3 separate regions of the Mus musculus genome follow, and regions 2 and 3 are each linked to region 1. Evidence: chromatin contacts called from public promoter capture Hi-C data. All regions are on one chromosome and are shown on one strand. The core of a region is the stretch at or near the end of the contact, and the rest is flanking DNA. Distances in the headings are between cores, read along the strand shown.

Evidence for each region. Promoter capture Hi-C pulls out the DNA fragments that hold promoters and counts their contacts. Capture Hi-C pulls out chosen DNA fragments and counts their contacts.
Region 2: a contact with region 1 is called in a promoter capture Hi-C map of adipose tissue, with 6 times the contacts expected there. The contact joins the promoter of Ogfr here to the promoter of Polr3k in region 1. A contact is called at or near these places in 2 of 39 promoter capture datasets (erythroid cells and liver), 1 of 484 Hi-C or Micro-C datasets (CD4 T cells), 1 of 115 datasets of contacts at active chromatin or transcription factors (large pre-B cells) and 1 of 9 other capture datasets (adipose tissue).
Region 3: a promoter capture Hi-C map of pre-B cells shows a contact between it and region 1, with 2.6 times the contacts expected there. The contact joins the promoter of Lsm14b here to the promoter of Polr3k in region 1. A contact is called at or near these places in 1 of 39 promoter capture datasets (pre-B cells) and 1 of 9 other capture datasets (liver).

What each region holds. Positions count from the first base shown.
Region 1 is chr2:181,862,152-181,866,275 of GRCm38.p6, forward strand. Polr3k (polymerase (RNA) III (DNA directed) polypeptide K) reads left to right here and starts at 2,209. Exons shown (of 3, transcript NM_025901.3): 1 at 2,209-2,418; 2 at 3,795-3,882. The coding sequence starts at 2,308.
Region 2 is chr2:180,587,635-180,591,921 of GRCm38.p6, forward strand. It overlaps Ogfr (opioid growth factor receptor), which reads left to right and starts at 1,773. Exons shown (of 7, transcript NM_031373.3): 1 at 1,773-1,987; 2 at 3,353-3,421; 3 at 3,983-4,061. The coding sequence starts at 1,847.
Region 3 is chr2:180,022,545-180,026,342 of GRCm38.p6, forward strand. Lsm14b (LSM family member 14B) reads left to right here and starts at 2,443. Exons shown (of 10, transcript NM_001372364.1): 1 at 2,443-2,768. The coding sequence starts at 2,642.

The DNA.
Region 1 (4,124 bases), core at 959-3,458:
CCTTCCATGGCCTCTCACAGTGCCGAGCCTCAGCTGCTCTGCGTGACCCCTTCATGCCTTCAAAACCAGTACCACCTGGGTGACCCTTACACATTACCAAGTCCCACTGCAGCAGGAGTACAACCTTGGTTATCTCTGGAACACAACTTCTTTGTGCTTTCAGAAAACACTTCCCAGAAGATGTCACCTCAACGATGCTGGTCTCTTCTTAATCACTGCTAATTTCTTAGCTCCAGCTAACCAGCATCAATAGTGCCAGTAATGCAAAGATTTTGCTTTAGTAGTTCTGGTATCTTGTTAATCACAGCTGATTCTTCAGCTCCAGCTAACCAGAACCACAGAATAATCAAACTCCAAAATAGCAATGGCTCTGAAGAGTCTTTAATTTTCCCTCTGAAATTTCACAAGCCAGGCCTCCATCTTCTGCACTGTTCTCAACATTATCTTCCAAGCTCCTACACAACATCTGACAGAGCTCTTAACACTGAGTGAATCTTCTAGCCCAAAGTTCCAAAGTCCTTCCACAGTCCTCCCCAAAACATGGTCAGGCTGTCACAGGAATACCCCACTCTGCTGGTACCAATTTGCCTTAGTCAGGGTTTCTATTCCTGCACAAACATCATGACCAAGAAGCAAATTGGGGAGGAAAGGGTTTATTTGCCTTACATTTCCACACTGCCGTTCATCACCAAGGAAGTCAGGACTGGAACTCAAGCAGGTCAGGAAGCAGGAGCTGATGCAGAAGCCATGGAGGGATGCTCTTTACTGGCTTGCTTCCCCTGGCTTGCTCAGCCTGCTCTCTTATAGAACCAAGACTACCAGCCCAGAGATGGTCCCACCCACAAGGGGCCTTTCCCCCTTGATCACTAATTGAGAAAATGCCTTACAGTTGGATCTCATGGAGGCATTTCCCCAACTGAAGCTCCTTTTTCTGTGATAACTCCAGCTGTGTCAGGTTGACACAAAACTAGCCATAAATATTTGGCTTACATGTCAAGAGTCCATTGTTTAGGGGAGTCAATGCAGGAACTTGCTGCAGAAACAGAAGCCATTACCATGGTGGGATGCTGCTTACTGGTTTGCTCCTCATGATTTACTCAGATTCTCAGATTGCTTTTTTCTCTCTCTCCATTTTGTTCTTAGACTTACTTAAGTGTATGAGGGTTTTTGTTTGTTTGTTTTTTTTTTTTTTTGAATGCTTGTTCGTGCACCAAAGACGTGCTTGGTGCCTACGGAGGTCAGAAGAGGGCATTGGATTCTCAGGAACTGGAGGTTATGGACGTTTGTGAGCTACCATATTGGTGCTGGGAATTAAACCAGTGTTCACTATAAGAACAAGCAACAGCTGAACTATCTCTTCAGCCCCATCATTCTGCTTTCTTATATCACCCAGGACCACTGGCTTGGTGGTGACACCGCCCCCAATGGGCTAGACCCTCTCCTACCAATTTTAACTCAAGAAAATGCCCCCAGAGACTTATTTACTGGTCAATTTATGGTGACATTTTCACAATTGGGGTTCCTCTCCCTGGATATTTAGTTTGTGTATAGTTAAAGCAAACAGAAAACAACACACACATACATGTGCATGTTGCAGAATGACTGCAGAGGATTAAAGAGGCAAGGAGTTTCAAAGAAATCTGAGAAGCCAGAGCTGGGAAATATAAATGTCTATAGGAAATGAGATAAAAGAGTCAGCTGGACGTCTGTGAAAAGGAGCTGCTGGTATTTGTTACCTGCAGGGTTGAGTCTAGCTGTGTAAGTGAAAGGGCAGAATGAAACTAGGTGAAGAAATGGCCAGATGGAGGAATGGCAGGTCCAGATAGGATATCGTACGTCAGTCAGACAGCAGTTGAGACGTAGTATTAACAATGGGGACAGTGTTCCTGGGACATTTGGTTATTTTCTGTCCGTTCCGGATGAGAATATTGCGGAGCAGCATGATCCTCCTGTAACACGTCCATGGCTCGGAGTGCGGCAAGTGTCTCCTCATCACCCAGAACCTCTCACCTGGGTACTCTGGTGGTGCCAGCATTATCGGTCCAGTCCTCTTGGCGTTTCAGCTAGGGAGACGTGTGCACACGCGCAGAAACGACAGGGCTGGGCGTGCAGGCAGCATGCTATTGGCTGGATGGGAAAGGATTATCTGCGGTGACCAATGGAGTGTGCGAGGCTGCCCGCCGCAGTGCCTACTGGGAACGTCTTGAGGATCCCGGGTTGCCAGTTACGGAGCAAGTGAGACGGCTTTTGATTGGGCGCCTGCACCACGGAAGCGCCAGACAGAAGCGAGGTGTGGAAGCTGGCAGTATGCTGTTGTTCTGCCCGGGCTGCGGGAACGGACTCATTGTGGAGGAGGGGCAGCGTTGCCATCGCTTCGCCTGCAACACTTGCCCCTACGTCCATAATATCACCCGTAAGGTAAGTTCCACAGACGGGTGCCTTCTCTGCTTTCTGGGAGGCACAGCAAGCGTCGGCGCGCTCAGACCTTCCTGCAGGCTTTTGTGCTCTCGCTGCGGTGGTACCCCAAGTCCAGCAGTCGCTGCTCCAGTGGCGTCGCTCCGGCCACGTCGAAGCCCCCCCACCCCCCTCTAGCTCTCCGTTGCCCACTTTGTGATACTCCGAAAATTGTGAGAATTTTAGTTCATACCTTTTAAACCTACACTCCCCTCGTGCTGTCCTTGGCGTACCAGTCCGCGCCTCGCCTCTGATTTGAAATCCTTGGGTTCTTCTTGTGGCTCTTTTGCTCCCAGCCCCTGTCGTTATTCTAGAGAATCTTCACCATGTACGCAGTACTGTTAGGTCCTTCCTTTTGCCCGAGTCATTCTTACACAGGCACATATCACACTTATTCATTCTCCGCCTTACCCCCTACCCCCGTGTATGTGTGCATGTATGCGTCTCTGTTTCCCTCTTCCTTTCTCTCTCCCTCTCCTCTTTTAAAATAATGGCTACCTTATTTAGATTCCTGCCCTTCTGGCTGTTTGTGCATGTCTATAATTTTAGCACTTGGAGAGGCTGCGGCAGGAGAATAGGTTCAAGGCTCACCTGGGCTGCATAGCACATAGACACGCACACACACGCACGCACAGGCACAGGAAACAAACCAAACCCCAGCACTTTCAGTTTATCCACATTCCTTTTATATTTTTCACAGAATGCATTGCCTTCTAATATTTTATATCCTTGTTGCTATTTTGTGTGTGTGGTGCTTGTGTTGGAGCCCAGAAAGCTGTATTTCTAGCCCTTGGTGTTTTGTGTACCCTTCAACTCTTGTTTTGTTCCTCCTTACCTCAGTGACTGCAGGTGTGCACCACTGGGCCTTGGTGACATCTCATTCTTAATGTTTGCTCATTAGAGCTGTATGGTAGGAGTTTAGAGTCTGGATTTGTGGTAAGATGAGTTGTGACATAATTTCGAAATTAGAAGGATGCCTGATAAACTTAGGAAAGCAGCCAAAATGACCTGGGGAGTGCTGGTATACCCAGTTAAATGTCTGTCACTCCTGTTGGATTATTAGGTGTCTGAGGGGTATGAGAGAAGAGTGAGGTTTTACTAGGCTGATTTTTCTTCCTGCTCTGTCTGGTGTTTCCTTCTGTTTCTAGAGACCTTTGACATTGAACCTCTGTGCTGTTTTGGGGGACATCCCAGTCACAAGACCCCTACATTTCAGTGACTCACACTGCTCTTTGAAGAAGATAAATTTTGTAGAGGGAATGCTGGAGGGAGATTGTAGTTTGGTGGCCCACTTGTAAAACTGTACAATTACTTCAAATCTGATGTCTTGTTTCTATTAGGTAACAAACCGAAAGTATCCAAAGCTAAAAGAAGTGGACGACGTGCTTGGTGGAGCAGCTGCATGGGAGAATGTGGACTCTACTGCAGGTGAGGATTTTCCCATAACAGAGCTAGGGACTCAACCCTGCTTATTATTACTCGTTATTATATTTAATAATAATAAATTTATTATTATAATGTAACCCTGTCTGTTATTAGGGCCAGTGAGATGGCTCAGCAGGTAAAAGCACTTGTTGCCAAACCTGTTAGATTCTTGGAGCCCAGAGAGTAGAAGAGAGCTGACTGATGGAAACTTTTTTTTTGTGACTCTGTACCATCCACCACACACA
Region 2 (4,287 bases), core at 523-3,022, 1.3 Mb before region 1:
AAGCAGAGGGGATGAGATCAGAGGCAGCCACAGAGTTTACATTTTTTTTTTAATTTAACAAGCATATATATTTGTATGGGTGCACATGTGGAGATCAGAGACAACGTTCATAAGTCAGTTCTTGCTTTATACTGTCTGGGTCCCAGGGACTGAGGGAGTCTCCACAGTGGCCCATCAGTCTTTGCTTTATACTGTCTGGGTCCCAGGCTGAGGGAGTCTCCACAGTGGCCCATCAGTCTTTGCTTTATACTGTCTGGGTCCCAGGGACTGAGGGAGTCTCCACAGTGGCCCATCAGTCTTTGCTTTATACTGTCTGGGTCCCAGGGACTGAGGGAGTCTCCACAGTGGCCCATCAGTCTTTGCTTTATACTGTCTGGGTCCCAGGGACTGAGGGAGTCTCCACAGTGGCCCATCAGTCTTTGCTTTATACTGTCTGGGTCCCAGGCTGAGGGAGTCTCCACAGTGGCCCACCAGTCTGATTTTGGTGGTTTCTGAGGTTCCAACTCAAGGAACTATGGAACTTTAACATACTGTAGTCTCTGTTACATACTGCATTGTTATAGTTATTGTTATACTCTATAAATATATAGAGACAATATGTTTTCACCTTGAGATTCCCAGAATGTTACAGGTTCGAATTTAGTAAAGAAGGCCACACTTGAAGGTCATAAACATATACATATAAGCCTGATTAACATTATTTGGAATATGGCTATATAAAAGGATTATTTTCTCTATGTAGGCAGTCTTAAAGCAAATTTTGTCAACTATCCTAGAATTGAGAACTCTCAACTGGTGAGAAACTTCAACCATGGTGGACTTAGGGTCCTTTACCCTGCTGCCCACCCATGTCTCCCTTACCTTCCATTGCTTTCTTGCTTCAAACAGTATGTTACATAACAAGGTCGAGCTCATGGCCACAGTCGGCAGTAGAGGCCACCTAACATCCAAAGGCTACCTAGCCACATGAGCCCAGGAAATCTGCAGTGGGCAGGAGTGGGACTGAACTCACAAAGCAGAGGGAGTGTGGAACTGGCTCAATTGGGAAAAAACAAAAACAAAAACAAAAACAAAAACAAAAGCCTTGATAACAGGAGAACCTGCGTTTGATTACCACCTAGAAGCTGCGCTTGGTGGTGTGTAACTGTAATTACGGTGCTGGGGAGGCAGAGACAGTAGTGTCCCAGGGATTTGCTGCTTAGCAACCTCAAGTAACCTATGCACTCCAGGTACCTAACCCTAACCCTAACCCTAACCCTGAATGAAAGTGTGAACAAGCTACTCAGGAAATACTCAATACCGACCTCTGGTGTCCTTGGGCAGCCAAACACACACAGATACACACACACACACACACACACACACACACACACACACACACACACACATACAAAGTGAGCTATACAGAGGGCAGCCAGGAAGATCTGCAGTTAGACAGGTCGACAAAGATTAGGAACCTGCACCCAGACGGCTGGCAGGAAGAGGCACTTCCCGTAGGACTGAAGAGAAACCTTCCTAGCATCCCTCTCTGGATAGTCTGCAGGGAAGTGAAATCTCAAGGGGGCGGACCTGGGGCTGAGTCCAAAGTGGTGCGTCTTCCCGGAGGGGATAGAGGCAGGAATCCCGGTGCACGCGCCTCCAGGGTTGTCCTTCTGGGCGGGGGGCGGGGGGCACTGCCTTCTCCAGGACACCGCTTCCCGCCTAGCTCCGAGCGTAGCAGCCCCTGCTGGGGGACTCCGCGCAAGGGCGGAAACTGAGCGGTGGGCGGGACCTGGCGCCGCCCCGCCCCCGCGCTTCCTCCTCTTTCACTTTCCTTTCCGCGGAAAGCGGGTCCAGCCTGTCGAGTATGGACGACCCGGAATGCGATTCCACCTGGGAGGACGAGAGCGAGGAGGACGGCGAGGATGGCCAGGCGGATGATACGACCGATGAGGACACGGGCGACGATGACGGCGACGCGGAGGAGGCACGGCCAAGCCTGTTCCAGGTGCGGTGCGGGAGGACCGGAGGGCGACAGGACAACGCCAGGCCGTGATCGCCGGGCCCAGGCCGCTGTCCCCTAGGGGGACGCCGGGCCCAGGCCTTGGCGGACCGAGCGCTGGTGACGTCAAGGAAGCGACTGATGGGGGTCGTCCGTGGGTGACGTCAGAGCGCGCCCCAGGGCCTCATCCTGCGTGGGTGGCCTTTCCTCAGGTTGCCCTCCCTCCACCCCACACTCAGCCCCTACCCCACTTCAGACAGCCTCCACTGGCTCAGAAGTGACCCCGGCCTAGGACGCCGGGAGCAGGGGTCTGTCTATCTGCCCTTAGCTCTGGTAACTTTTGTTGCCACCCGGAGCATGTTCCGTTATACTTTTGTATCAAGCCGCATGTAAACCTCAGTGGCGTTCTGTAAGACGCACTGGCCTGCTTATAGCTGTGATTCCGGGTGTGATGGAGAACCTAGAAAAACGAGAGTGAGGATTATGACCCCAAAATCCATTCTCCCCATCGCTTCGATCTCTAGTTGTCTGCTCTGTATGGGAAAGCAGCCCCGAATCTGGAGAAGCTCTCAGGCAGGCCAGAGCTAGCCTCTGCCTGACCACATTGGGATGAAGCTGAGGCTGGGTAGTCAGGTTTGTAGTGCAGGCTCAGGCCCCTCCTGTGGGTGGTAAGGCCTCCCAAAAGCTCTGATAGAACTGCTGTTTCTCCACAAAAGGTCTTAGATCCTACCTGAAACAGTAGTCACTTAAGAGCCTATCCCAGGCCTGGTGGCACAGTGTCTTTGTCACACTGGGCCAGGGAGAAGCAGGGGTTTACAAAGATGAGGCTTCATTCACCCATCCATCAGACCCATCCAGAGGCATCTAGGTTTTTTTCTTGAGGCTGTGGCTGGCAAAGTAGCTCCCCTTGGGGATACAGCCCAGTGACTATTCACAGAATCATAGGACGAGAAATACTACAGTACTCAGAGACTAGGGTTGGAGTGGGGGCACATAAAGATCTTGGACCAAAATGAGGTTGACCAGCAGACCAAGGAGGAGATGCAGCTGGGACTTAAAGACAGAAGAGCATTAGCCACACACCTGGGCAGCTTGCAGGCTAGATTAGGCCAAGGCTCCCTACAGAGGAAAATTGAGTACTGAGAGGTGCAGAGGTGGTTGTTGAGGCTATTCTAGTGCCACTGTTTGTGTTCAAAATGAAGGATGTTCTTCTAGGGTCCAGATCTGTCTTCTCAGAACCCTGGGTGGGGACCAGAAGAAAAAACAGAAGCACCCATTCCTCTTACATAGAGCTCAGTGATGGTTGGCCCAAACCGTGCTGCCTTCATCCTGGACACTTTCCAGTACCTCATCCTTGTATTTTCTCCCCAGTCTAGGATGACAAGGTACCGAAACTGGCGTGCTATGCAGGACATGCAAAGATACCGGCACAACTACCCGGTAGGTACATGTGGCTCCTACCGAAAGTCACAGCCCTCTCCCCAAATAGAACATCCCCTGGTCTGCTGAAAAACCAGCTTTGGGTTCTTGGGTGTGTTCCTTATTGTCTGGAAGACAAACCCATCGTCATTTCAGATCCATACCCTTCTAGTTATAGAGTGGTAGAGCATGTTGCCCGACCTGAGCCTCAGAGCCTAGCTTTAAAATGAGGGTCTAGCTTCAGCCTCCTGACAGAACATGTGGCTCAGTGCTTCTCACAGGGCTCCCTGGCTGGTACGTGGGATCATTTTCAGACCATCTCCTCTGTATCCATGAGTTAGTTGCTAGCAGTCCCTGTGGTATTTTGGAGGTACAGAAAGGGAGCTACCATCTGTGGCCTCTGTTGGTGGGGAGATGAAGGTTGAGTTGTCCTCCAAACCTACCCTTGCTCACAGAAAGGATCCCAGGCTGAGCTTTGGGATCTTGGACAGCTATCCCCACTCCTGACTGCATGAATCTGAGGGGCTCTCAGAGAGAGCTGTTTCTCCTGAGTCCTCAGCCAGCCTTTCTCTGGCCCTTCAGGATTTGACAGATCAAGACTGCAACGGAGACATGTGCAACCTGAGCTTCTACAAAAATGAGATCTGCTTCCAGCCAAATGGTACCTGCCCTCGCAGCCCCAGCACCTTCTGCCCTTGGCCGGTTGTCTAATCTATTAGCACTCTGCTTCAGGCTGCCTGTTGTCCTCAATCCAATAACATGCCTACAGACCACCGAGGGGATTGGAGCTTAGATCTTAGGATATTAGATTGAAGGGCCAGAGAATAAGCTTTCGAGGTTTTAAATGGTGGTCTTTCTGTGTATCCCAGGCTGGCCTCAAACTCAGG
Region 3 (3,798 bases), core at 1,193-3,692, 1.8 Mb before region 1:
GATGGGCAGAGTAGCTAAATCACCATTTGGGAAAAGGAGAGACTGAGATAGGGAATCTGACAAGGTCAGAGTTCCTCAGAAGCCCTGGCTACTCTCTATAGATCTCTCCACACGATTACCAAAGGGGTGGGCTCAGCAGGCTCTCCAGACCTGCACACTTGTAAAGAACTATATTGTAGCATTACTGGGTAGATGCGCCAGCCAGGAAACAAACACTTCTCCAGTGGATACCTGGGTCAAATTTCAGTCACAACTATTCCTTTTCTTGGGTCTGTGCAAGTACCCTCCATTGCTGGTACTGGGCAGGACATCAGAAATGAATGGCAGAGCGTGTATTCCTAGACCTGGGCAGTGTGTGTATTTTTAGCCTCTGCACTGTGTGGCCATCTACACTGTGCCTAGTGTCCCCAGGGAACCACCCAGTTGCAGATCAGGAGCCTGGCAGGCACTTTGAGGCCACTGGGAGCTGAACCCCCTTCCTCCATCTCAAGTTGTAGGACTCAGGAAGAATCAGCCTCTGTTAACTGAGGACACGCCTCCAACCCACGCGCCTCCGACCCACGAAGCCTTGAAAAGTAGGGGCTACATAGAGGGCTCTGCATCCAGGTCACTGAGGTGCTCACAGGTCCTCACCCCTTCCCCCCCCCCCCCCGCCCCTAAACCCTCCATCAAGTACAACCTGAATGACTGTGCACGGCCATGCTGTAGTGACAGCCTGGATGCCCCAGACCAGAAGACCTCTTCCCAACAGGGTTGCCTCAGTTTTCCTGAGTCAAGACCCTGGTGTGGGAAATATGGCTGAGTTATAGTTGATCAAACAGGCTTTTCTGCCTTCTCTGCTGCTCGGTGATGGAGGCGACTCAGTGGGTCTCACAAAGTTGTGTGTGGGGCACGGAGGAGTGGTGTGGAAAAGATGCATGGCGTTTGAGGCCCAGACTAACATCTCAAAGGACTCTTCAGGCTCACCAGCAATTCACCCACATACTATGCTTGTTTCTGCTTCTGTAAACTGGGGGAAGTCGTCCCACTATGGGTGTCTAGTGTGGTGGCTCATTCTCAAAATTTTGGCACATCAGAAGACTGAGGCAGGAGGTTAGAGACCAGTTTGGGCTGCACAGTCAGTTCCCCGCCAACCTGAGCTAAGAGTAAGACAGACCCCTGTCACAACTAAAACTAAAACTAAAAGAAAACAAAAAACAAAAAAACAAAACAAAAAACAGGCTCAGCAAGATGGCTCAGCGGGTAAATGCATTTGCTGCTAAGTGTGACCCCCTGAATACCCATTTCCGGGACCCATATGCTTCCAGGAAGCAGAGAACTCCTAACTGTCCTCTGGCCTCTACACATGTTGTGACATATGCACACACGGACACACATGCACATGCACCGAATAAGAAAATATTAAAATTTAAAATTGTTCACAACTATTCCCAGCATCCTCCGGCAGTGGTGGTAAGTTGATGTCACTACAGTAAGAAGTACGTTTTATGGCTCACATTTAAGAGAAATTGTTTCACAAAACAGTACTTGTTTTCACTATATGGGATGTTCCCTTATCTCCTCTTTCATTCTATTTCACGTTTATAAAATGCCAATCGCCACCAAATTTCTCATAGTAACTAATATTGGGCTCTAATCTGATGGTGGAGACTAACTGTAAATTAGCATGCGCTCATACATACAAAGTTACCCGCTATGCATGATGCGGAGTCAGCAACGCAAGAATGGGAAGCGATTTAGGGGGAAATCTCCCAATTTTATACTGCGGGCTGGGCTTTGGGCCGCAGTCTGAGGACGCGCGCACGCGGGCGGGAGTCACCCAAAACAGTCAGGGCTTATTTTAGGGATATCAGGCTTGGGAGCGCAGGGCTGCCCCGAGCTCCCCCTGCACTTTCTATTTCAGGGTCGCCCCCGCCGTGAGCGCTGCAGAACTGAGCAGCACCCGCCTGCCGGTTCCTTAGCCCCGGGGAGCAAGCGGGACTGAAGACGCACCTGGCCCGGCGCTGTCGGGGTCCAGCTCCAACAAACAAGAAAGGAAGACTGACAACTCCGCCCTATTAACACCTGGGCCAGAAGGGTGCCAGCGGCACGCGCGGAGGGAGGAGCCTGGCGCTCTTCCAGGTCCAGCCCCCGCCCCGCCCCCGAGTTTGCAAACAGTGGCCTCCCGCCTGCCCCGCGCACGCGCGCTTCGCCCCGCCCGCTCAGTCTCAGGCCCCGAAGCGGTGAGCGAGGCCCGCCGGGAACCGGCTGGGAAGACCCGGAGAGGCAGGTCCCCGGCCGGCAGCTTCCAAATGCGCAGGCGCGGCCCCGCCCACCGCCTGCGGCGCGGCCATATTTAAAGGGAGCCGGCAGCGAGGAGCCAATAGGCTGCGAGCGTACGGGGGCGGCGCGCGGTGGCGGGAGGCCCCGGATGTGGCTGCGGCGGCGCTCCTCCCCCGCTCCCTTCAGACTCGGGCTAAGCGCCTCGCTCTGCTCCCTCTCCGGTTCGCTCGTGGCCCGCAGGCCCCTAGGCGCGGCAGGAGGCGCCTCGGAGGCGGCGGCGCGGAGCTGCGCAGGAGTGGGAGGCCAGGCCACCGCGCGGCAGCGGAGCGGGCGGGGCCCGGCGCTGGTCCCCCGCGCCCTGCGCGCCCCGGCCGCCGCCATGAGCGGCTCGTCCGGCACCCCGTATCTGGGCAGCAAGATCAGCCTCATCTCCAAGGCGCAGATCCGCTATGAGGGCATCCTCTACACCATCGACACCGACAACTCCACCGTGGCGCTCGCCAAAGGTAGCGGCCCGCCGCCGCCGCGCGCCCAACTGACGCCCCAACAGCTCGCCGCCCCGCGCCTGCCCGCACAATGGTGTTCCCCGCTTCGGCGGGGGCTGTGGGAGGAGCGGACCAGGATCCTGCCGGTGTCGGGGGGTGGGGCGGCTTTGAAGCCGTGGACCTCCCCACCTGCGAGACGCCCTCGCGGGGCGAGACGCGCGCCGAGGCGGGGGGCCCGGGTCCGGCGCGCTCTCCTTGGAACCCCTTGGTAGCCACCGCCCGTCGAGTCGCGGTGCAGCCTCTCGCCGAGCTAGGGCGTCGGTTGAACTGCGGCTGTCCTGCTCTGAACTCTCCCGACCCTGTCCACTTGAGGGGTTGGTTTGATGAGAGAAGTCCAGAGTCGGTGCGCTAGTCGCGGCAGCGTGAGGGCCCAGAGCTTCTTTGTCTTCTTTCTCCGCGTTAAATGGGGCGCTTGTTTCCTTCGGCTCTCCAGAAGCGTGAGCGCCGCAGCCCGCCCGGGGTTAACGTGTTAGACCCTCGAGGGTGCAGATGGGAGGTTCGAGGCCAATCTGAAGCCAGCATGCTGCAGTCCTGGGCCATTCTCCTAAACCCTAGCCATACCTCCTATTTGAAGCGAGGCGCACAGACCCAGACTGGTGCTGCAGTGAAGGGCTCAGGGTTCCGGCTTTTTGTTCTCTTGAACTCTTCATGCTGCACTTGACGTGAGATCCCCTGTTGGAGAACCAGACCCAGAGTAGGCCCCTGTCCACAATAGGAGTTTGCTACTTAAAGCCTGCCACCAGATTCAGCTCAGCCCAGGAGTCTTGCCAAAGAGAGGTGTGCTAGCCTTCCTAGATCCATCCTGTCGAGGGTCCGTTGGGTCCAGGATTTCCTTATGAACATAGAAACTAATGTTGGGGGTCTGAGTTTGGAGATTTGTTCCCTTTGTTTCTGCAGCAACCATGGCCTGTTCTTTGTACCAGGGCTAGGGAGATTTCGTGCTTGCCTCAGAAAATCTCCTCAGCTGCAGCTTGTGATGAGGGCCTAAGGG